Regions from separate parts of the Mus musculus genome. Here all the other regions are linked to region 4. A link is a contact called in public HiCAR-type and promoter capture Hi-C data. All regions are on one chromosome and are shown on one strand. The core of a region is the stretch at or near the end of the contact, and the rest is flanking DNA. Distances in the headings are between cores, read along the strand shown.

Evidence for each region. Promoter capture Hi-C pulls out the DNA fragments that hold promoters and counts their contacts. HiCAR-type assays count read pairs that join an accessible place to other places. Capture Hi-C pulls out chosen DNA fragments and counts their contacts.
Region 1: a contact with region 4 is called in a promoter capture Hi-C map of second pharyngeal arch cranial neural crest. The contact joins the promoter of Adamtsl2 here to the promoter of Mrps2 in region 4. A contact is called at or near these places in 7 of 39 promoter capture datasets (the 3T3-L1 cell line, the HPC-7 cell line, cranial neural crest and 3 more).
Region 2: a promoter capture Hi-C map of liver shows a contact between it and region 4, with 2.5 times the contacts expected there. The contact joins the promoter of Cacfd1 here to the promoter of Mrps2 in region 4. A contact is called at or near these places in 3 of 39 promoter capture datasets (cranial neural crest, hippocampal neurons and liver) and 1 of 115 datasets of contacts at active chromatin or transcription factors (astrocytes).
Region 3: a promoter capture Hi-C map of liver shows a contact between it and region 4, with 3 times the contacts expected there. The contact joins the promoter of Dipk1b here to the promoter of Mrps2 in region 4. A contact is called at or near these places in 7 of 39 promoter capture datasets (the C10 cell line, cranial neural crest, embryonic stem cells and 4 more), 1 of 115 datasets of contacts at active chromatin or transcription factors (astrocytes) and 1 of 9 other capture datasets (liver).
Region 5: a contact with region 4 is called in a HiCAR-type map of astrocytes, with 2.5 times the contacts expected there. The contact joins the promoter of Notch1 here to the promoter of Mrps2 in region 4. A contact is called at or near these places in 1 of 39 promoter capture datasets (liver) and 1 of 115 datasets of contacts at active chromatin or transcription factors (astrocytes).
Region 6: a promoter capture Hi-C map of liver shows a contact between it and region 4, with 3 times the contacts expected there. The contact joins the promoter of Surf6 here to the promoter of Mrps2 in region 4. A contact is called at or near these places in 8 of 39 promoter capture datasets (the 3T3-L1 cell line, cranial neural crest, embryonic stem cells and 5 more).
Region 7: a contact with region 4 is called in a promoter capture Hi-C map of pre-B cells. The contact joins the promoter of Surf4 here to the promoter of Mrps2 in region 4. A contact is called at or near these places in 4 of 39 promoter capture datasets (cranial neural crest, embryonic stem cells, hippocampal neurons and 1 more) and 1 of 9 other capture datasets (liver).

Annotation. Positions count from the first base shown.
Region 1 is chr2:27,078,118-27,080,817 of GRCm38.p6, forward strand. It overlaps Adamtsl2 (ADAMTS-like 2), which reads left to right and starts at 1,262. Exons shown (of 19, transcript NM_029981.2): 1 at 1,262-1,456.
Region 2 is chr2:27,008,559-27,011,258 of GRCm38.p6, forward strand. Cacfd1 (calcium channel flower domain containing 1) reads left to right here and starts at 1,368. Exons shown (of 6, transcript NM_029862.4): 1 at 1,368-1,547. The coding sequence starts at 1,430. Adamts13 (a disintegrin-like and metallopeptidase (reprolysin type) with thrombospondin type 1 motif, 13) reads left to right here. Exons shown (of 29, transcript NM_001001322.2): 28 at 1-159; 29 at 698-1,067. The coding sequence ends at 889.
Region 3 is chr2:26,627,139-26,629,838 of GRCm38.p6, forward strand. Dipk1b (divergent protein kinase domain 1B) reads left to right here and starts at 1,319. Exons shown (of 5, transcript NM_019833.3): 1 at 1,319-1,561. The coding sequence starts at 1,499.
Region 4 is chr2:28,466,707-28,469,406 of GRCm38.p6, forward strand. Mrps2 (mitochondrial ribosomal protein S2) reads left to right here and starts at 1,360. Exons shown (of 4, transcript NM_080452.3): 1 at 1,360-1,436; 2 at 1,537-1,653; 3 at 2,115-2,244. The coding sequence starts at 1,394.
Region 5 is chr2:26,502,510-26,505,209 of GRCm38.p6, forward strand. Notch1 (notch 1) reads right to left here and starts at 1,313. Exons shown (of 34, transcript NM_008714.3): 1 at 989-1,313. The coding sequence starts at 1,049. Gm35978 (predicted gene, 35978) reads left to right here and starts at 1,418. Exons shown (of 2, transcript NR_132655.1): 1 at 1,418-2,320; 2 at 2,655-2,700.
Region 6 is chr2:26,901,627-26,904,326 of GRCm38.p6, forward strand. Surf6 (surfeit gene 6) reads right to left here and starts at 1,261. Exons shown (of 5, transcript NM_009298.4): 1 at 1,068-1,261. The coding sequence starts at 1,161.
Region 7 is chr2:26,932,069-26,934,768 of GRCm38.p6, forward strand. It overlaps Surf4 (surfeit gene 4), which reads right to left and starts at 1,443. Exons shown (of 6, transcript NM_011512.3): 1 at 1,207-1,443. The coding sequence starts at 1,254. It overlaps Stkld1 (serine/threonine kinase-like domain containing 1), which reads left to right and starts at 1,988. Exons shown (of 19, transcript NM_001379463.1): 1 at 1,988-2,044. The coding sequence starts at 2,030. It overlaps Gm36591 (a long non-coding RNA gene), which reads right to left and starts at 1,200. Exons shown (of 2, transcript XR_374179.1): 1 at 1-1,200.

The sequences.
Region 1 (2,700 bases), core at 12-2,511, 1.4 Mb before region 4:
ACACCGGCAGAGTGAGAGCTGACCCTCTGCCCCCTGTCGCAGTCTAAGCTGGGAGAGCCAGCCAGCATCTTTGAAGAACCAGGCAGAAGGAGAGGGTGTGTGGCAGAGCAGCGCCGCAACCTGTATCTGTCACAACTTTGACTGGTGGCTTTAGCAGACCACTCCACTTCCCAGCCTCAGTTTCTCCTCGGTAAAGTACAGATGATGAAGATGCTTGTCACCTGACTCAAGCCTCACAGAGAGGCTGGGTGCTGATTGGTTTTTGCTGGTTGCTTTGTTCTTGGCTGCGGTCTGGTGGTCAGACACAAGACTTCCCCCAGGGTATCACTCTTAGCAGCCCAAAGAGGCAGCTGAAGAAGCTTATCATCTAGCACAGAGGGAGGGACAAGAGGGAGGGACAGAGAAAAGGAGAGGACTTCCAGTCCCCACTACAGGGACAGAGGCATGGATGAAATGGCTCAGCCAGCTTGTGGGATGTTGTTTCAGAATCACTTAGCATTTGAAGGTGCCTGTTTTCCAGGACGGGGTGCTTCAGAGAGCAGGAAATGTCAGAGCAGACATCTCATCATCCAAAGTCCTCTTGGATTCATAAGACTTCAGCTCTAGCTCAGCAGGGACAGAGCTCTTGAGTCCTGCTTGCTTGCCAATAGCTGCCCAGCTGCTGTGGGGTCCAGCCAAGCTGGTACCAAACATCTGCAGAATACCCCGTGCCGACGATCTTCCTAGACATCTGGTCGATAGGCTGTAGCCACCTCTTCCTCTCCCTGGAGCCATTGGTTGGTTGATCTCTGGATGTATCTCAGTTCCTCCGTTGTTCAGGTCTGTTTTCCAAGGACGGAGGGTGGCCTGCACCCGTGCAATGTCTGGACCTCTGTGTCTTCCCTGTGAACAGGAGCCGAAAGCCTGGACATCACATGGTTTCCAGCCTTCTCTGGAAGCTGAAGTTAGATGGGTGGGTCAAGGGGGCTCCGCTCCACCACTGCCAACCTCCCTCCACATGACCTCAGGCTAATTGATCCATTAGGGTCAGTCACTCTGGACCTAGGCAAGCCAGTCTCAGGCTCACTCACTGATCCTGGACTGTGGCAGCAGCAGCCAGCAGGCAGCTGGACAGCCTGGCCATACTCCAGAGGAGCAGAGCGGGTTAAAGTGTGCGCCCGGCCAGCCGCCAGCAGGCTGGGCGGGGGAGCAGCGGTGGGAAGTGTGAGTTCCTCCCCGTCTGCCTGACAGCTATAAAGGCAGCTGCGGCCACAGAGCAGCCACTGGGCTGAGAGCCCCTCCTGGGAACCCCCTCCCTTGAATGCTCTTTGAAGTGGGAGAGGGAGGCAGCTGGGGAAGCAGGACCAGAGACAGGCAGAGCCCGCACATCTCTGCACTCACCTTCCTGCACCGTGCACCTGGCAGTAGCTCTCACCCTTTTCTCTAAAAGGAGGACAACCTGCTGACCCTGGGTGAGGTAGGCCACTACATACTTGTCCCTGCTCATACTGTGGTCTTTGGGAGGTGTGAGATGTAGCTTATCCCAGACCAGCCAAGCTGTTCAGAATGGGGGCCGGGGGATGTCCCAGCCCCTGGTGAGGGTATTCAACCACAGAGAAAGGGGGGAACAACCTATGCCACACAGTGGCAGGGTGGTCCTGAGGCAACAACCTTGGTACTAGCAGTTGCTGTCTGGTCTGCAAAGCCATGCTGTGGTGGGCCTGTTGAAGGTTTTGGACCCTAGGGAGAGATGGATCCTGTTTGAGCTGGACTTGGCTGGAATCCAGCAGTGTCTGGGAGCCTTAATGAAAACCAAGTGTGAGGCTGACTGGGCACCTGTCTTTGGCAGCAGCAGGGACTGGGGAGCCATGGAGGCTAATGGGACTGTGTGAGATGGGGACTCTGTGCTGGAGTGAAAATAGGGACTCAGATGGAGACCTTCAGTGTCGGGGGTGGGTGGACGTAAGGGTGATGCTGACCAAGCTCCTGGACACCTGCAGGAGAAGGAGGGAGGGAGGGAGAAAAAAAGGGAGAGGGAGAAGGACAGAAGGACAGTAGGACAGTAGGACAGTTGGTATCAGGGCTTCGAGGGTGCTGACCATTTCCAGACTTTCTTCCCCTGGAATTGCTGGGTGCGACTGAGTCCCTAAGTTTGCTCTGTGGTGTGTGTGTGTGTGTGTGGTGGGGGAGGGGGCAGTAGGCTACCTTGTTGTGTGGCTTTGGGCAAGCTGCCTCTTTTTTCTGAAGCCCATTGTCTAACTCACCAGCAGATGACACCCACCTGGGACAAGCTACATTAGCTTCCTTTCTAGGACAGGGTTTAAATTGAGGTGCGCAGCAGCCATTCTGAGAGTTGGAGCAGCAAGGCTGGAAGCTCTCTTGATTTGATTCACCGTAACCCTTGGTGGGTGTTTGGGTTTGAGGGGCTGTTTTGTTGGAAGGGAATCAGGAGCCAGGTGCAGGCTGTACCTCCTTCTGCCCCTCCTCCATATCTCTGTTCTCTCAAGAGAGAAGGGCCCTGAGACAAAGTTTGGAGCTAAGACGAAAGGATGGAGACTTACCATCCAGAGACTACCCCACCCGGGGATCCATCCCATAATCAGCCACCAAACCCAGACAATATTGCATATGCCAGCAAAATTTTGCTGAAGGGACCCTGTTATAGCTGTCTTGTATGAGGCTATGCCAGTGCCTGGCAAATACAGAAGTGGATGCTCACAG
Region 2 (2,700 bases), core at 118-2,617, 1.5 Mb before region 4:
CGGGGTGAAATTGTGAGTCCCTCACTGAGCCCAGACGGGAGGAAGGCAGGGACCTGCAGGGTCTTCATCAGTGTGGCTCCACAGGCCCGCATTGCCATCCGCGCCCTGGCCAGTGATATGGGCACTGCTTCTGAGGGGACCAATGCCAACTATGTCTCGGTGAGGCCACGAGGATGGGGACAAAAAGGGGGTAATCTTTTGATACGATTCTGGAGAGCTGTCTCTAGGAAGGAGGGAGGGAGTGTTGGCATTAGGGAACACTTTTAGCTTATTTTTCATCCAAAACTTCAAAATTATTGGAAAGAATGGGAAGGAGGGTTTCTGCCACTCACTCACTCACCAGGGAATGCTTGTGGCTCTACCCACAAGAAGGAAGAGAGAAGGCCTTCCCTGGGAGTCCATTGCCTGTTGACCCAGCGTGGAAGCATCGTGTTTGTGTCTGGTGTTTTGTTTGTTTTCAGAAGAGCATAGGTAGGGTTGCGATTCAGTATGCTCTACAAGGCACCAGAGCACCTCAGACTTAGTCTTGAGCAGGATCCTAGCTCTTGTACCTGGTTGTGTGTTCTGGGGAGTTTCTTGGGTAGAACCGAGTGTCCCTCATGTGGGCTCCTTTAAGAAACAAAAATGACTCTGAGTAGCCAGGAGTTTATAAATAATGATCACTCATGGCCTGTTCTGGCTACTTGCTTCTCCACAGATCAGGGACATCCACAGTCTGAGGACCACAACATTTTGGGGGCAGCAGGTGCTCTACTGGGAGTCCGAAGGCAGCGAGGCTGAACTGGAGTTTAGCCCTGGCTTCCTGGAGGCACATGCCAGTCTCCAGGGCGAGTATTGGACCATCTCACCTAGGACATCGGAACAGGACGACAGCCTGGCTCTGTCCTAGGTTTCTCTCCAACAGCCGGGGAGTATGCAACTTTAGCCTCTTTAGAAGTTCTAATGCCTGCTAGCCTTAGGGAACCTCTTTTAGTGACCTTTTCCAGGTGCAGAAGGGCTGGGACTGGGAGGTGGAGATCAGAAAAACAGTCCCAGCCCCCAGTGGTTAATAAAGGATACAGGATACCAGACTGGAGTTTTCCTCCCATAACCTGCCGCCCATTACAAGCCTAGCTCGAAAGCTCATTCTACTGCAAGGCGGAGTTCCTTGGAGGTCTGAACAAGGCCTTTGCCACTTCTGGATGACGTCTTCCAATCTTGCAAAGAGGAAAGGCCAGACCGGATCCAGCGCACCTGCTGGGTGGCAAAGGGCGTCTGACAGTCTGTAAACACGCCCCTTATGCTATACTCCATTTCCTCCCGCCCTCCCCCCGCCCCCCGGCTATGGCCTGCGGGCCCGCCCCTATGCTAATCACCACCTCTCCCACAAGGCCGCGCGCGGGTGGACACGTCTCTTTGTGCGCGCCTGGGGCTGCGCGCAGCGTTTAGCATGAGCGGCTCGGGCGCCGCCGGAGCGGCCGCGGGCCCAGCCCCGCCGGCACAGGAAGAGGGCATGACTTGGTGGTACCGCTGGCTGTGCCGCCTGGCGGGAGTGCTAGGAGCGGTGTGTGAGTATCGGGTCCAGGGAGCGGGCGTCCCCGGGGTTGCCATGGCTCCCGGCCTCAGGCCTGCAGTCCACCGCCGGAACTCGATGGCTTACTGCCCAGTTGTTGCGGCCCTGATCAGAGGAAATGAGACTCACAGAGGACGCGCGTCTGCCCCTTCCCGGCCCTGCCTCGGCCTGGTGATGCTTACCTGGGCTGGGGTGGGACTGCCAAGTTCCCAGCCTTTGGACAAAACTTGTTCATAAATGGGGGGCAGCTCTCCACAGGCTGGGAAGTTTGCTTGGGGGTCAGATGGTGCCAGGAGAAGAGTGGCCCCTCAGGGTGGCTGGGCAGTGATCGGAGTTCTCCTCGGGTTCCTACTGTCCACACTCTCCTAATGCTTCTCGTCGGCCTAGTATCCTCCACACCAGCAAGCTTTCTCTGCTCTTGTAAAGAGGAAGGCAGGTCCGCCTCTTCAGTGCAGCTATGTTGCTGGCCTTCCAAACAGTGTGTTTGCTAAATCCTGGGTGTCCCTTTCATTGTGAATTCCTAGAAGTCCAGGTGAGTGCTGGGAAGGCCCGAGGATCCATTGCCTACCTGGTACCAGAGCAGGAACTGTGTGGGTAGGGGAAGACTCATCCGTTTTCCTGTCTGGAGGAATACCTTGGAGCCCCATCTGTCCAGACGATCTTGCTAGTCAGATGGATAGGGTAGAGTTAGGTATGTGCTGCCCTGGTAAGGCAGCTCTGGAAGAAGTCTGCTGAGGTTGATCAAATCCTCTTCAGTGCAGTTAGCTAGTTCAAGGTGGTATTAAGGGGTGAGGGACAAGGAAGGGCCTGACCATGACCTGTAGGCGGCTATCCTCCCTCCGTCATGGTGATTCAGTCAGTGACCAGGTGATTTCTAGATTAGATTGACTTTGGAAATCCCACCCAGTCCCATACTTCCTGTGGGTACCTGTGCTACTCCCGAAGGCCTCCCTAATCCTCCTGCCGAGCCAAGCTATCAGTGAAACCTTACTGGAGACCTGTGGCCGTAGCTTAAATTGTTCCCTGAACCTGATCATTGGGATCAGGGGGGTGGACATCAAGGTTTTGAATACTGGCATATCATAGGAGGGAAGGATATCGTGTATTTGCTTTAAAAACTCAATAGGGGTTTGGCAGGAGCTATGGCT
Region 3 (2,700 bases), core at 69-2,568, 1.8 Mb before region 4:
AGTGCTTTCAGCTGCTGAGTCATTTTTTTCAGCCTTCCCGTCACCACACTTAAACTACATTGTTTATCTGACCTGCAAAATCAAGATTGAAGACATAATAAAATAGTCAAACTGCTTAAGCAGCTCGTTTATAATTGGTGCGATAATGAAACAATCCCATGTTTCCCTTCTTTTTTCTCCTTCCTTCTTTTCTCCCTCCCTCCTTCCCTCCCTCTCTCCTTTCTTTCCTTTCTTCTTTCCTCTCTTCCTCCCTCCTTCCATCCCTTTCTTCCAGCCTCTCTCCCTTCCTTCCTTCTTTCCTTCCTTGAGGCAGGGTCTCCCTTTGGGCTTCTGGCTAGTCTGGAATTTGAAACATAGGCCAGGCTGGTCTTTCTGCTTCTGCTTCTTGGTTTCTGGGACACAGACTTGATGCTATTTTCCATTTGTTTTGTGACCTGCTCCTGGCTCTAGTTCTCTTCAGCCTTTCTAGCTTATAAATCCAAACCCTTCAGCTGGGCTCATGGGACTCTCGCTCCACTTTTATGAAGAGAAGGTTGGCCTGGTTCACTAATTGCGAAGCAATTAACATCCTTAAACTAAAGCTGTCTTTTATCATTTTGCAAGGCATATATATATGGACAGCACTGGGGCACAGGGGAAGGCGTATTCCCTGGGAATGCATATGACATCGCTATAGAACCCCTAAGAAAGGTGTGGGTGAGGATTGAGGGCAGCTGATGCGCATGGTGGACGGTGCATTCTGGCCATTGTCTGCTAAGTTCAATAAGCCTCTAACTAAGGTCAGCTGCTGCTTTCCTAATCACCCTAAATGGGAGTCACAGGAGAGGGGCGTGTCTGTCCATGGGCAGAAATCAGAAGAAACTGGTTCTCAGGAGTAGTTGCTGACCGCGTGGGCTGTGGGTCCTTCCCTATGCCCCGGTGCAACAAGGGCTGAAGACTCTCGGTGCCAGAGGTGGTGGCCTCAGGACTGACTAGCCTCACCTGCATACTGGGGAGGGATGGGGGCAGATCCATCAACGTCTTTTACCCTTGAAAAGGTGGAAGAAATGCGCAAGCGCAGGCGGGGACCTTACAGGTCCTCAGCGCCAGCCTGCCCCGGTGTTTCATGCTCACACAGGGTTGCCGTAGCGGGTCCCGGAGCTCTCGGGAGGTTGGGGGTGGGGGGGTGGGGGGTGGCGTAGGTCCCCAGCGGGAGAGCTAGACTAGCCGCGGGGCCGCGCGCCAGTCCTCCCACGCGCGTGCACGCCCCTTCCGTTTGTCTCCACACGCGCGCGCACGCCCCTCTGTCCATCTTCCCGCGCGTGCACGCCCCTCCTCCAGGCCGTCTCCCCGCGCGTGCGTCGCGGTCCTTGCTCAGAAAGGCACGCGCCTTGCCTTTAACGCGAGCCGAGGACGAGCGGCCCGCATGGAGAGCGAGCGGCGGCCGCTGCGGGCCTGGCCGGGCTGGGGCTGAGGCCGAGCCAGCCGCGGGGTTCCGCAGCCGGGGCCGGAGCCCATCATGCGGCGGCTGCGGCGCTTGGTGCACCTAGTGCTCCTCTGCCCCTTCTCCAAGGGCCTGCAGGTAAGCCGCAGCCGGCCAGGTGCTACCACACGGGGAGGGGCAGGGCGTGGGATGGCGAGGGTCGATGGGTGCACGCGGGTGCACCGGAGTCCTTTCTAACCTTCGCAACTTAAAAAAAAAATTCTGGAATAGCAAACTTGGCCAGCCCCTGGCCAGTTCTTGAGACAGCTGGAAACAGGGGCTGTGGTGACCTTGGGCCAGTGGAGGGCCAGCTCCTGTCTGCAGAAGAGGCCCCTCCCCTCATGCTTTGAGGTGATGGAGTCAGGCCTCTGGGCTCCAGCCGCTGGTTGCCACGGTCCTTAGAGCCTACAGGAAGGAGCCAGCCCTCACCAGTCTAGCCAAGGTCTCTCTGAAGGGCCGTCCTGAGGATGCTGGAGGATGCCTTTGTCCTGGGGCCTGGCCTCCCTTAGACTGTTTTACATAAAGGATGAGGACTGAAGCCTGTTGGATGCAGAGCTCTTCCAGGCCCAGATGCCCTTGTCTGCCCTCTTCCAGAGGCAGTAGCTTGTGCTGTGATCCATGCTCAGGCCTAGGTTGGGTTCGTGACCTGAGGTGTATGGGGGACCCTTCTTGTGCCAGGAGATGGGGTGTACCCATACCCCTAGCCCTGAAGCTAGGCCCTGACTCAGCAATGTGTGGACCCAGGAGTGGCAGGAGAGGGGTTTGGGCCAGTTCCCAGTGGGGCTGGTTCAGAGAGAGCCACTGGCTGAGCCCTTCCTGCCCCAAGCCTCAGTTTCCTGCGTGGGAAACACTAGGGCACCTGCCACCTGGCCCGGGTTTCCTGGGCAGGGAGTTTGCTGTGCAGTTACTATCCCTGTAATGACCTTCCCACCTTCCATGTGACTTTTCTGGAGCTGGACTGTTCAGCCTCGAAAATTATGGGCCCAGGGCTTGCCAACTTGTTCCCCACTGAGTGGCAGAAATCTGTGCGAGCTTTTGAGTACCACTGTGGTGAGTCCCGCCCCGGGGTGAGCAAAGACTCAGGGATCCTGGAGAAGAGCTGCGTCAGACAGAGGCCAGGTAAACCATCAAAGCTTAGCCAAGGTAGTCTAGGGGAGCCACCTGTGCCAAGGTGGCTTGGGAGGGCCTGCCTGGAGTGGTCTCTGACCTGCAGGTTTCTAGCGGCTTCTAGTTCTACA
Region 4 (2,700 bases), core at 110-2,609:
CAACTCAGCCTAAATCTAGATGTGAGGTGCTGCTAAATTTAGGGAATCCTAGGCCATATATTGGTGAAATATAAAAAATGATCTTGTGAACCATGCACATAGTTCAGCATTAATGACGTGCTAGCGCAATGCCAGGAGGCAGATCTCTGAGTTCGAGGCCAGCCTGATTTAAAAAGAGAGTACTAGACCAGTCAGGAGTATATAGTGAAACCCTGTCTTAACAACAATAATAAAAATAAATAGTAATTTTAAAACAAACAATAAAAAATTACTTAGGGCACAGTGTGGTGGTGTGCACCAATAATTCCAACACCCAGGGGACAGAGGCAGTCAGATCTCTATGAATGTCTGGCCAGTCAGGGAGATTGTTGTTGTTGTTGTTGCTGTCATCGTCGTCGTCATCATTGTCAATGTCATCGTTGTTGTCGTCATAGTTTAATGTAATTTGGGGATGGAGAGATGGCTCAGCAATTTAGGGCATTCATTGCTCTTGTAGGGAACCTGGATTCAACTCCCAGAGCCTACAAGGTGACTCATAAACACTTTTAACTCTAGTTCCTGGAGGTCAGACACCTGCTCTCCACAGGGACAAGGCACTCACAAGGTACACATACATACATGTAGGCAAAAAATAAGTAAAACTAAAACAAATGTTAAAAAATAAAAAAAATGCATGCTGGAGCGACGACTCAGCAGTTAAGAGCACTGACTGCTCTTCCACAGGTCCTGAGTTCAATTTCCAGCAACCACATGGTGGCTCACGACCATCTGTAATGGGATCTGATGCCCTCTTCTGGTGTGTCTGAAGATAGTCACAGTGTATTCATATACATAAAATAAATAGTTTTTTTTAATGCACTTATAAAACAAACAATAAACGGGGCGGTGGTAGGGCATGCCTTCAATCTCAGCTCTCCAGAGGCAGAGGCGGGTTGCTCTCTGAGTTCAAGCCAACCTGGTCTACATAGCGAATACCATGACAGTCAAGGCTCAAGGCTACGGAGAAACCGGGTCTCAGGAAAAACAAAACAAAACAAAACAAAAACAAAAACAAAAACAACAACAAAAAAAAACAGCAACCCTAAAAACAACCTCTAAAAACCAATTTGAACAAGAGGGTCGCCTCCTCCAGAGGATGCTGTAATTTTATCGAGAGGAACGAGCTGTGGGTGAGAGGTCGCTCATTCTAGCTCAGCCCCACGTCCCAGCTGAGTGCAGACCACTGGTCACAGTGCCAACTCGCCCATTTACAAGGATGCGGGCGCAGCGAGCGGTGCACAGCGGAGAGGGTCCTCCGGGCCAGCAAGCGGCGCTGCGACCCCGCGCGCTCAGAGGAGGAGGCGCTCTGCCGGGCAGGAAGAGTCTCTGCAGGATCTCTGTCCACGCGCCCGCCATGGCGCCCGCTCCGGCCGTGCTGACCCGGCTGCTGTGTGCAGGTGAGCGCGGTGAATCTCGGAGATGGGGGGAACCCGGGGATCCGAGAGGGGAGGACAGGGACGAGGGTTGGACGCGCCCCCACCGGCTCTTTCCCCGCAGGTGTGCGGCGCTGGCCAGGTTTCCTGCAGAAGGCGATCCCGGGCCCTGCGGAGCAGAATGGTAGGAAGGTCACGGGAGCCCCGGTCCCCGCAGTCAGCGAGCCCCAGGATGGCGACGGTAAAGATCAGCGGGTGGAGCTGGGCCGGGGCGCGGAATCGTGGAGAGGTTGTCATTGCAGGGTCCCCAAAGGAACCCAGTACCAATCTAAGTGTGGTGGGAGGGAGATAGAACCCCTGTGGCCTGGTAGCTCTCGAAACCCGTGAAGACTTACTTTTGTATCTGTCCATCTTGCTGGTCTTCTGGAGGGGCGTTTAAGGCACCCGAAGTCAACGAGGCCCCTGGTTCGTTTTCCTCTTACATCTGTGGAGATTAAGGGAAGAGGACTTGGCCAGGTTTTCCCCGCACACAGTCACTTTAGACCTTGACACTAGTCCCTCGGTGTTGCAAAAATGCCCCTGTGTCTTCCAGATCTTTCCTGGCGTTTCCTCACAGCTTTGAGTTTCCCACTCCCAGGAGACTGGTGAGTCTTTGGTTGGTTGGTGATGGGCCACAGTGTCTGCCCTTACTCTCTTTTTCAGATTTCCAGAGCAGGATCCTAGATACGCCATTACAGCATTCGGATTTCTTCAATGTCAAGGAGCTGTTTTCTGTGAAGAGCCTCTTCGAGGCCCGAGTACACCTGGGACATAAAGCTGGTTGCCGCCATAGGTAGTTGGCACAGGCCGTGTGGGCAGAGTGGTGGAGTTGGGTCAGGGTTGGAAGTGGGGGCAGGGTGGGGGTGTCTGCGGCAACACCAAGTGCAGTGCTAGTATTGATGCTGGTTCACAGACAGGGTGAAAACTGAGGGTCATGGCAGGCGGGGGAGCCCGGTGGAGAGGACCTGCTGTATAGAACAGAAGTGGCCCTAGAGAGTTAAACTGGGCAGAGCACCTTGGTTGGGTTCATGTTTATCTGCAGTTGGTTCTCAAATCTCCACAGGGAGAAGGTGGGACAGGTTGAGCCACAAACCTGATTGTCTGTGCGCAAGTCCACACCTGTGTCCCCAGCCCATCACTCCCTAGGCAGGAGTAGTGGGAGTTGGTAAATGTAAGAGCCTGGGTGGCTGGTAGGTAGGTGGCTGTGGAAGGGGCAGGGCAGCTCCACGCACACGGGTCCGTTTACCCT
Region 5 (2,700 bases), core at 63-2,562, 2.0 Mb before region 4:
GCACCCGGAGACCTGCCCCGCCTACTCCGACACCCAATACCTGTTCGCAGGCATCTCCAGGGGCAGCCCCCGCCGCACCCAGGGAGGGGGTCTTAGAAACCCCACTTAGAAGGAATTCCACCCCGTTCTCGGGAAGGGGCTATTATTAATCAAGCCCCTCCCACGCCATCTTAAAGAGCTCTAAAAATTAAGCCTCGATGTAGGGCTGAGCTCGAGCGTCACATAAAACCCCACTTTTAAGGAAAGGGCAGGCAGTTCTCTCCTTCGATTACTGGGAGAAGAGTGCAGTTGGTTACTACAACAGGAGTACCCCGTTCTGTGAAGCCGGAAGGGAAATAAGGGCTCCCCTCTCCGGCTCCCGTTCCAATCAGCACAGGATTTTCAAACTTCCGAAATGAGTCAGTCCCACGCCCACCCTAGGCAGCAAGCCGCCTGCACATCGCCCCTCTTCGAAAGTTTGATTCCGGCTAGGGGACAGCGATCCCAAAACCCCATACTAGGAGTCCAGGGCACATCGTCTCTGCCCCGCTCTAAGTAAGCAACGAGAGTATAGCGCCCCTGACCTCACACTGCACCCCAACATCCGCCCTAGCACGGGCCGGAGGCAAAGAAGAATGAAAATAAATGGTCCCAAGAAGCAACAGGAAACCAAAACCGATTCGATTCAAATCGAAAAGTAGAGGCGCAAGCAGCATGTCCGCCCCCGCGGCGAGCCCCAGGAGCGTCTACCCAAGTGCGAGCCAGGGTTGGGCCTCCGGGGCCCCATACCACACTTCCAGCGTCTTTGGGCGCTATGAGAAAAGTGGGTACCCCTGGAAAGAGAAGGGTCCTCCTCACACGCCAGGACACCAGGTCCCACGGTCCCGTCCACCCGCTCTGGCTCTCAACTCTGGCAGCTGGTCCCTTACTCCTATCTACCCAAAGCGTGCGCAGGGCGCAACAGAAGTTTCTGAAAGGCGCCCGAAGTTGCGGGCTCGCGGGAGCCTACCTCTTGCGGCGAGCGCGGGCAGCAGCGTTAGGCAGAGCAAGGGCGTCAGGAGCCGTGGCATGCCTGCTCGCCAGCTGCCCGCAGCCCGGGCGGCGGCCTCTTGGGGTGGCCGGCGGGGATCGGACGTTGACGCACACCACCGGCGGTCCCGCAGGCGTCCACCCTCTGATGCCCTCTTTCCTGGCGGGTGGGCGGCGCTGGGCTCTCAGCGGCGCTGGGCCCTACAAGGCACCCGGGCTCGTTCCTTCACTGCGCTCGCACCCGCGCCCAGCGCCCGCGCCCTGCGCCCCACGCCCCTGCGCTCCCTCCCGCGGCAGAGGCACTAGTGAGGCTCTGAGCGGGCGGGCGCTCCGCCCCTATGGGGGCCCGCCCCTGCCCCGCCCCATCCCAGCGGGCTCCGCCCCTGGTTCCTGCGAACCCTTACCCCCTTGTGGACCCTGTCCCTCCCAGCGCTTTGGTGGGTTCTGCGCCTGTCCGGGCTAGGGAGCGCGTCCCGAGCCAGGATCTAAGGATCTTATGGTTCGCAAGACAAGGAGGAATGGAGGGGTGTATGGAATGGGCATCTAGGAACTACTTCTTGTTCGAAAGTTTACAGAGACCAAAAGTTTGAGCTGGCGCTGCGGAAGGATCAGGCTTTGTGTGTAGCCGCCCTCTGCGACATTTGGCCAGAATTTGCATTTCAATAGTAGAGGAGGTACGGGTCTTGTGGGAAAGGAAAGCTGCACGGGGAACCAGCTCCATCCTGGAGTTAGGTCTAGGACCGTGGGCAGGAGCAGCTGAAGTCAAGTTTGGGGGGAATCCTGGGGCAGGAGTTTAAATGTGGCGCCCTGGCAGCGTTGCGCGTGTCCTGTCCCTAGGGCTCCACTCCTGGGAGCTGTTTGGTCTCGGCTATAGGCATCAGGAGGATTGAGGCCAGGCACTCTTAGCCATGACTTCCGGAACGCTTGACCTTAAACGATGATGGCGTCGCGCCCGCAGCCTCTGTAGAAGGGAGTTCGGGGCTCCCTAAGGGAACTCCCCAAGGACTAGTGCCTTGCTGGACAGATTGCGCTCTCGATTCCCAGCAGGAACCCGAGTCTAGACGTTCCACGGTCACCCTTCTCACTGGTCCCTGGCTGTGTCCGACTTAGGTGGCCTGGGAAAGTGCAGAGTTCCAGTACAATGACTGCTAGCGTCAACACAGCCTCTCATGCTTTATCTCCACCTTGATGTTTGGACATCCTGTGCTAAGCTGCTTAGCACTGGGCGTCCAAGATGCCTTCCTTATCCCTTTGCAGTTAAAGTTCAATGGAATCTGGAACGAACAACACCTCCCCATCCTAAAACACGGTGGTGAGTTCAACAAGGAATAAGGGCCCCAGATTATATTGTCCTAGGACCCTCCCATCTCCCTTGACACACCTGTTCCTGAAAGGCACTAAAGGGCCAGTGCCAACAGCTGTCCAGCCCCCATCTCCTGCTCCTCTCAGAAACTGGCCTCAAGCCTGGGGGTTAGCAGCATGGGGTCAGTACCCGAGAGAAAAAGCGCCCAATGCTACAGAAATATTTATATAAGAGATCTGCAGCTCCAGAGAGCAGTTCCATAGAAGGAACGCCTGACTGCAAGTGCCTCTTCTGAGATGGGTCCTGAAGGCCTCTAACTGCTTATGTGTCGACTATATTCCAGCTTTGTCAGCAGGCAGCCTGACTTGGATACAAAGAAGGCCTTATCC
Region 6 (2,700 bases), core at 11-2,510, 1.6 Mb before region 4:
CAATCTGGTCCTCTCCTAAGAGCTGTAGATACACAGAACTATTGCACCCTCTCTCCAGCTCCGTTTGTTTGTTTGTTTTTAACACATGATCTTAAGCCAGGCGGTGGTGGCACACCTGGGAGGCAGAAACAGGTGAATCTGAATTCAAGGCCAGCCTGGTCTACAGAGCAAGTTCCAGGATAGCCAAGGCTACACTGAGAAACCCTGTCTCCAAACAAGCAAACAAATAAAAGGGGTCTCAGTATGCAGTCCTGGCCATCTGGAATTCACAGTAATCTTTCTTGCTTGTTTGCCAAGTGCTGGTGTTAAAAGGCTTGCAGACCACCTCCCACCTGTGCCTCCCAGACTCGTTTACTTTTATGAGTGCTGTTTGTAAGTATGTCTGTGCATCAAGACCATCCCTGGTGCCACTGAGAGCCAGAAGAGTGTTAATGAGTCCCTAGAACTGGAATTAGGGGCTGGTGTCAGCTGCCATGTAGCTGCTGGGAACCAAATCTGGGTCCTATGCAAAAGTAGCAAGTGCTCTTAACCACTGAGCCATATCTCCACCCGCTCCTTTTACTTTCGGAGAGTTTCCTGAAGTTGCTCATGCAGAGGTGATCACATCCTGTAGTCCTGACAGGCAGGCGGGTCTTGACCTCGAGGTCTTTCTCCTCAGCCTCCCTACCAACCAGGCCCAGACGCAATTAACATTTTATGATTTAAGACTTGCTTCCACTTCCAAAGATAAGGAAATGTTAGCGCTTTAAACTAAACAGCCAAGAATGGAGTGTGCGTTCTTTCAACACAAGAAACACATTCACAGACAAGGGCTGAAAAACACACACGCCAGTAAGAAAACTCTTCACACTTGTAGTAGCAAGCCCGATTTTCTTTCCGTTCGAGTCTGGTAATTTCCTAACTGCCTCCCACTCCTTCAGGGCCCAGAGCTCAAGCTTTTGCTGTCCCCGCGAGTACCCACCCGCTCGAACTCATATCCCTTGCGGGGGGTCCGGCCCCGACCTAGGACAGCGGGCTCCTTACTGACGGCGTCTGCTCCCAAAAGCTGCTCGAGCCGGATGCCTTACCCCATGTGCTCCTCTGTCGTTCAGGGCCAGGCTGCGCGCAGATCTTCTTGGCCAAGTCCTGAAGATAGGTATCCTTGGCCAGGAGAGAAGCCATGCTGCCAACCAAGGCTGGGACCAGAATAGGAAGCTCCCGCGGTGGAGCCCCGCCGGAAGCTCCGTACACGCAGGTACCACCAGTAGAGCGGCGTGACCCCGCCGGAAGTATCTTATGCGCAGACGCAGCCTGGAGCACCGGAAGCCACCCCCAAGGATTAGCCGTAATCTAAACTCCAGGTTAGCAAACCAGCCAGCCAGCCCCGGAAGCCACAGTGTAAATCCGCTAGCAGCTGCTTTCCTCTCGGAGCTCAATTAGCCATGCCTGACGGGCCGGCTACTCCTCAATCTGGAGGCGTTTCTCTGAAAATGGAGCCTGTAACCTGAGAGGGCTGGGCTCCCACCGAGCTTGAAGCCCTCAGGGCCGGGCAGACCTGGGCTACTATAGCTCTTTCCCTACTGCTGGACTGAAGGTCAGAACCCCGCCTGCAGGGGATGCCCAGCATCCTATTGCCACTCCCGCCACACAGAGCAAAACGCAATCAGGTATAAAAAGACGTGGGCCACAACTAGAGACCTGAGTATGGCGTGGATCTTAGATTACATGCGGTAGCAATGAATCTCAATGGTGATGAGCCCTTAGGAATAAGAAACTACTTGCAGATGGCGTTAAAGCTACTTATGAGGAAATGAAGGGAAAGGCAAGCCCAAAGAAGAGCCTGCCCGGTAGTTTTTTGGGTGTGACCCAGCAACTCAGAAGTTCATGAAAAAAGGTGACACACAACTTACATCACTTGTGACTCTGAATTTCTAGAACACTAAATCCCCAAGCAGTATCTCCAGGGAGCTCTGGCCCTGGCCACGCAAGCAGAGGAAAGACAATGGTGCCCTTTAAAGGAGAAGTTTCGCTTTTAAATGTGAACGACAGAATTGACTAAACAATAAAACACTGTCTTTCACTAGGTGGCTAAGCTTTCTCCAGGGCACTTACAAGCTCTTCCAACAGTTAACACTGCTTTGGCATCACTGCTGGAAAACTCCCTCACTGGGGCAGTGACTTGCCCCTAGCTACACATTCCAGTGCTATGTTCTTTTTGGCTATTGTAGGTGCTGGGTCACCTGGTGACCAGCCTATGTTCCTTATAGACCCAGGACTACAACCATGGATGAGGCATGCTGATGGTAGTCAGGAGTGACAGGCTGAATGCACATACCTGCCCGAGAACCATGGTTTCTGTATGTCAGCCGTGAGCCTGGTACTGAGGGGCAATGGGGTCTGAGCTCCCGGTTTCTAAGATCTTCGCTTCTGAGCAAGACACCTCAGCCTTTCCAAGCCCAAGGCCAGTCCTTCTAAGATGCAGGCATGATAGCTCTAAGTAGGATGGCAAAAATAGGTGGCATCAAAGGTACAGGTGCTGCAGTCATATAGCTTGCAGTACTAGCGGATTCTTCATCCATTTATTTTATGTCACGGATTTACTAGATGCCAGGAACCCAAAGCTATATAAGGAGGGGCCGTCCCACTGTTCCCTCCATGGGTGTCAGGCCTCTTGGTGTTACTGTGCTCCTCACATGCGCTGCTTTGTGATGGACAACTCCT
Region 7 (2,700 bases), core at 193-2,692, 1.5 Mb before region 4:
TGTATTCCCCACAAAAGCCTGTCCAGTCCCAAGATTTGGCTTCTTTCATTTAAATCAAAACAAAGTACATGGAGGACTTCATAAAAGATGAACTCTTTCTCCAGTTGAAATCTATCATTAGATAGTTGGCAGCTTCTTGGAGATAATTCATCTGATCTGGGTTGTGAAATCCACTTGCAAAATGGTGGGTTTTCCAGCTGAAGATCCTGAGGTGAGCCGCTCACAAACTTGGCTATGAAGCCATCTTCTTAGAGAGCTGCTACTCAGGAAGATAAAACTGGGTCACTGAGAATTATGTCAACGAAACCCATCACAAGAGGAAGACCTTGGTCCATACAATTTTAAAATTATGTATTTAATGCAAAATCGTGGCATTAGAAACTTTTCCAAAAGGGGTAGAAATGCCTTTAAAAAGATCAGCTCACAGGAAAATGGTTCAACAGAACTGAAGGTGAACATGGGGAGGTGACACCCCTCAAAAGGAGGGGTAGAGAAGCTCATTTGAAGATGGTCACACACACCCAACCTTCGAGTACTCTAGGCCAAAAAATGCCTCCTCGTATCACCGACAGCCACGAACACACTAAGTGAACCAAAACTGGCTGGCGGGTGGGCCCCGGCACCATTCAGCCTCCAGGGCTAGTTCAGGTTATATTATGACTTCGCAGATCTAACGGGACAATTTCAGAAGTCAAAGCCTCACACTCACACAACTCCCACCCCATCCGTCGAACTTAATTGTAAAAAGTGGTGCCACCTGCGCCTCTCTCCGGCTCTAACCCTGCCCAGCTAGTCGCTCGGGCCCAGACTCATCCCAGGCCTTCCCTGCGGTTCACAAGCCACCTGTACACTTGGGAAGGCGAGCCAAGGGGCAGGCTCCTCTCCTTCGGCAGCGTGGACCCAGATCGGGCAACCGGAGCAGAGTCCACGCAAAGAAGGAAGGGCCAGGACGGTCCTGGACAAGGGCGGAGGGGCCACGCAGCGGGGCGCACAGAGTACCCCCTTCCCCAGAGGTCCCCAAGGAGCCGCCGCGGTTCAGAGGGCAGAGGGCACAGAGCAGCACCGCGGGCCCCGGGAGCCTCCCTGGCCGCCACCCCCAACCCCCCGCCCAGCCTCCCCTCGGATTTCTCCGTAGAGCTAGGCAGGACGGCGAGGACGGGCGTCCGTGGGGCCGTGACGGCCAGCGGGCTGTGGGGCAGGCCGCACCTGGTCGGCGAAGTCCTCGGCCGTGCCCATCAGGTCGTTCTGTCCCATGGCGGCGGCGGAAGGCTCAGCTGGCAGGTCCTGGGCGCTCGCGCCTGCTGCGGCCTCCACAGGAAGTACCCGGCGGCCGGCCTCGCTGAGCCGCGGCTGCTCTAGCGGCTGCCACGTAGGCCAAGCCTTAAAGGGACCGCGCCTCCCGCCGCGCCCCGCCCCGCCTGCCGCGCGCCCTCACGCTCCAGGCCCCGCCCGCCACGCTCGAGGAGCCTGGCGCCGGCGCACCGCCCTTCACGAACAGGCCCCGCCTCCGCCGCGCGCCCTTCACAGGTAGACCCCGCCCCCACACCCCAGGCCCCGCCCCTCCAGCCCCTACGGACCACCCCTAGCCCTTCAGCCTCTAGAACCCGAAGCGCTGACCACTTTCCACCCTCACCAAGCAGCAGGTCCCGCCCACCGTGCTGGTAGACTTCCTGCCACCTGTGTCTCCCGCCCGTAGTACTTGCGGCCCCGCCTGCCGCGTCGTCAGTCTCTGCCCCGCCCTCCACCCTACCCAACACACCGGGGCCCTGCCCTTCGTCCGAAACACGGCTCCCTATTCTCTGTGGCTTCTTTAAGGGGCATAGTACGAGTATGCCATGTACGAGCCAAAGTGCTAAGCAGACACGCCCCGGGTTGAGGGTTATGGAAGGCAGGTGGAGGGGCTGAGGAGGTGGGGTGGGCACACGGAGCAGTCACTACCGAGCATGCTCAAACGAGGGTTCGACTACCGGCCTGGCTCGAGGGCTTTGCCCGGTAGTAGGACAGTGAGGCAGTGTCTCCACGAGATACCATGGAAAAATATCAGGTGCTGAGATGCCCCCACAACCAAGGTCCAGTGTCCTTGGGCAGCGGGACAGGTCCGAGGGCCACACAGCCAGGCCCAGCCTCCATCACAGGGTGACCCTATGATCCCCGCATGTTTCCTCCTCCGAGTTCTCCTCCTTTGAGTCCTCCCAGGGCCTCAGTTTCCCTCTAAAATGATGACCAACCCCCAAGTCTGACCACTGGTTGGAGAATGGTGCACGTGCCCTTCCCCTTCCCTCCATGTATGGGGTCTTTAAAGGCAGAACCTGAGTGGTTGTTTTTTTAATCGCTTTTTTCCTCACATGTCAGCCTCATTAATTGTTAGACTCGGCTTATAAAAGCTTCAGTTTCGCTCATTTTCTTTTCCTCTTTTCCAGTATTCTTTGAGAGAAGGCTTACATGCGTTAGCCAAGCAAATGCACTTCTGATGGCCAGAAATGTTTAGAGAAAAACAAAAAACAAACCACTGCTCACTACCTGGGCTGAGCTCCAACGGACACCCTGTATTCCCTGTATGCTAATTATCCTTCCCGTACTGCCTACATATCTTGTCCCCTACCCCACGCTGACAGTGGCCTCTGTACTCAGGCCTCAGCCACCTTCTACCTGACAGCACTGATCTTGTAGAGTTCTGGCTTACAGACCAGTTCTGAAGGT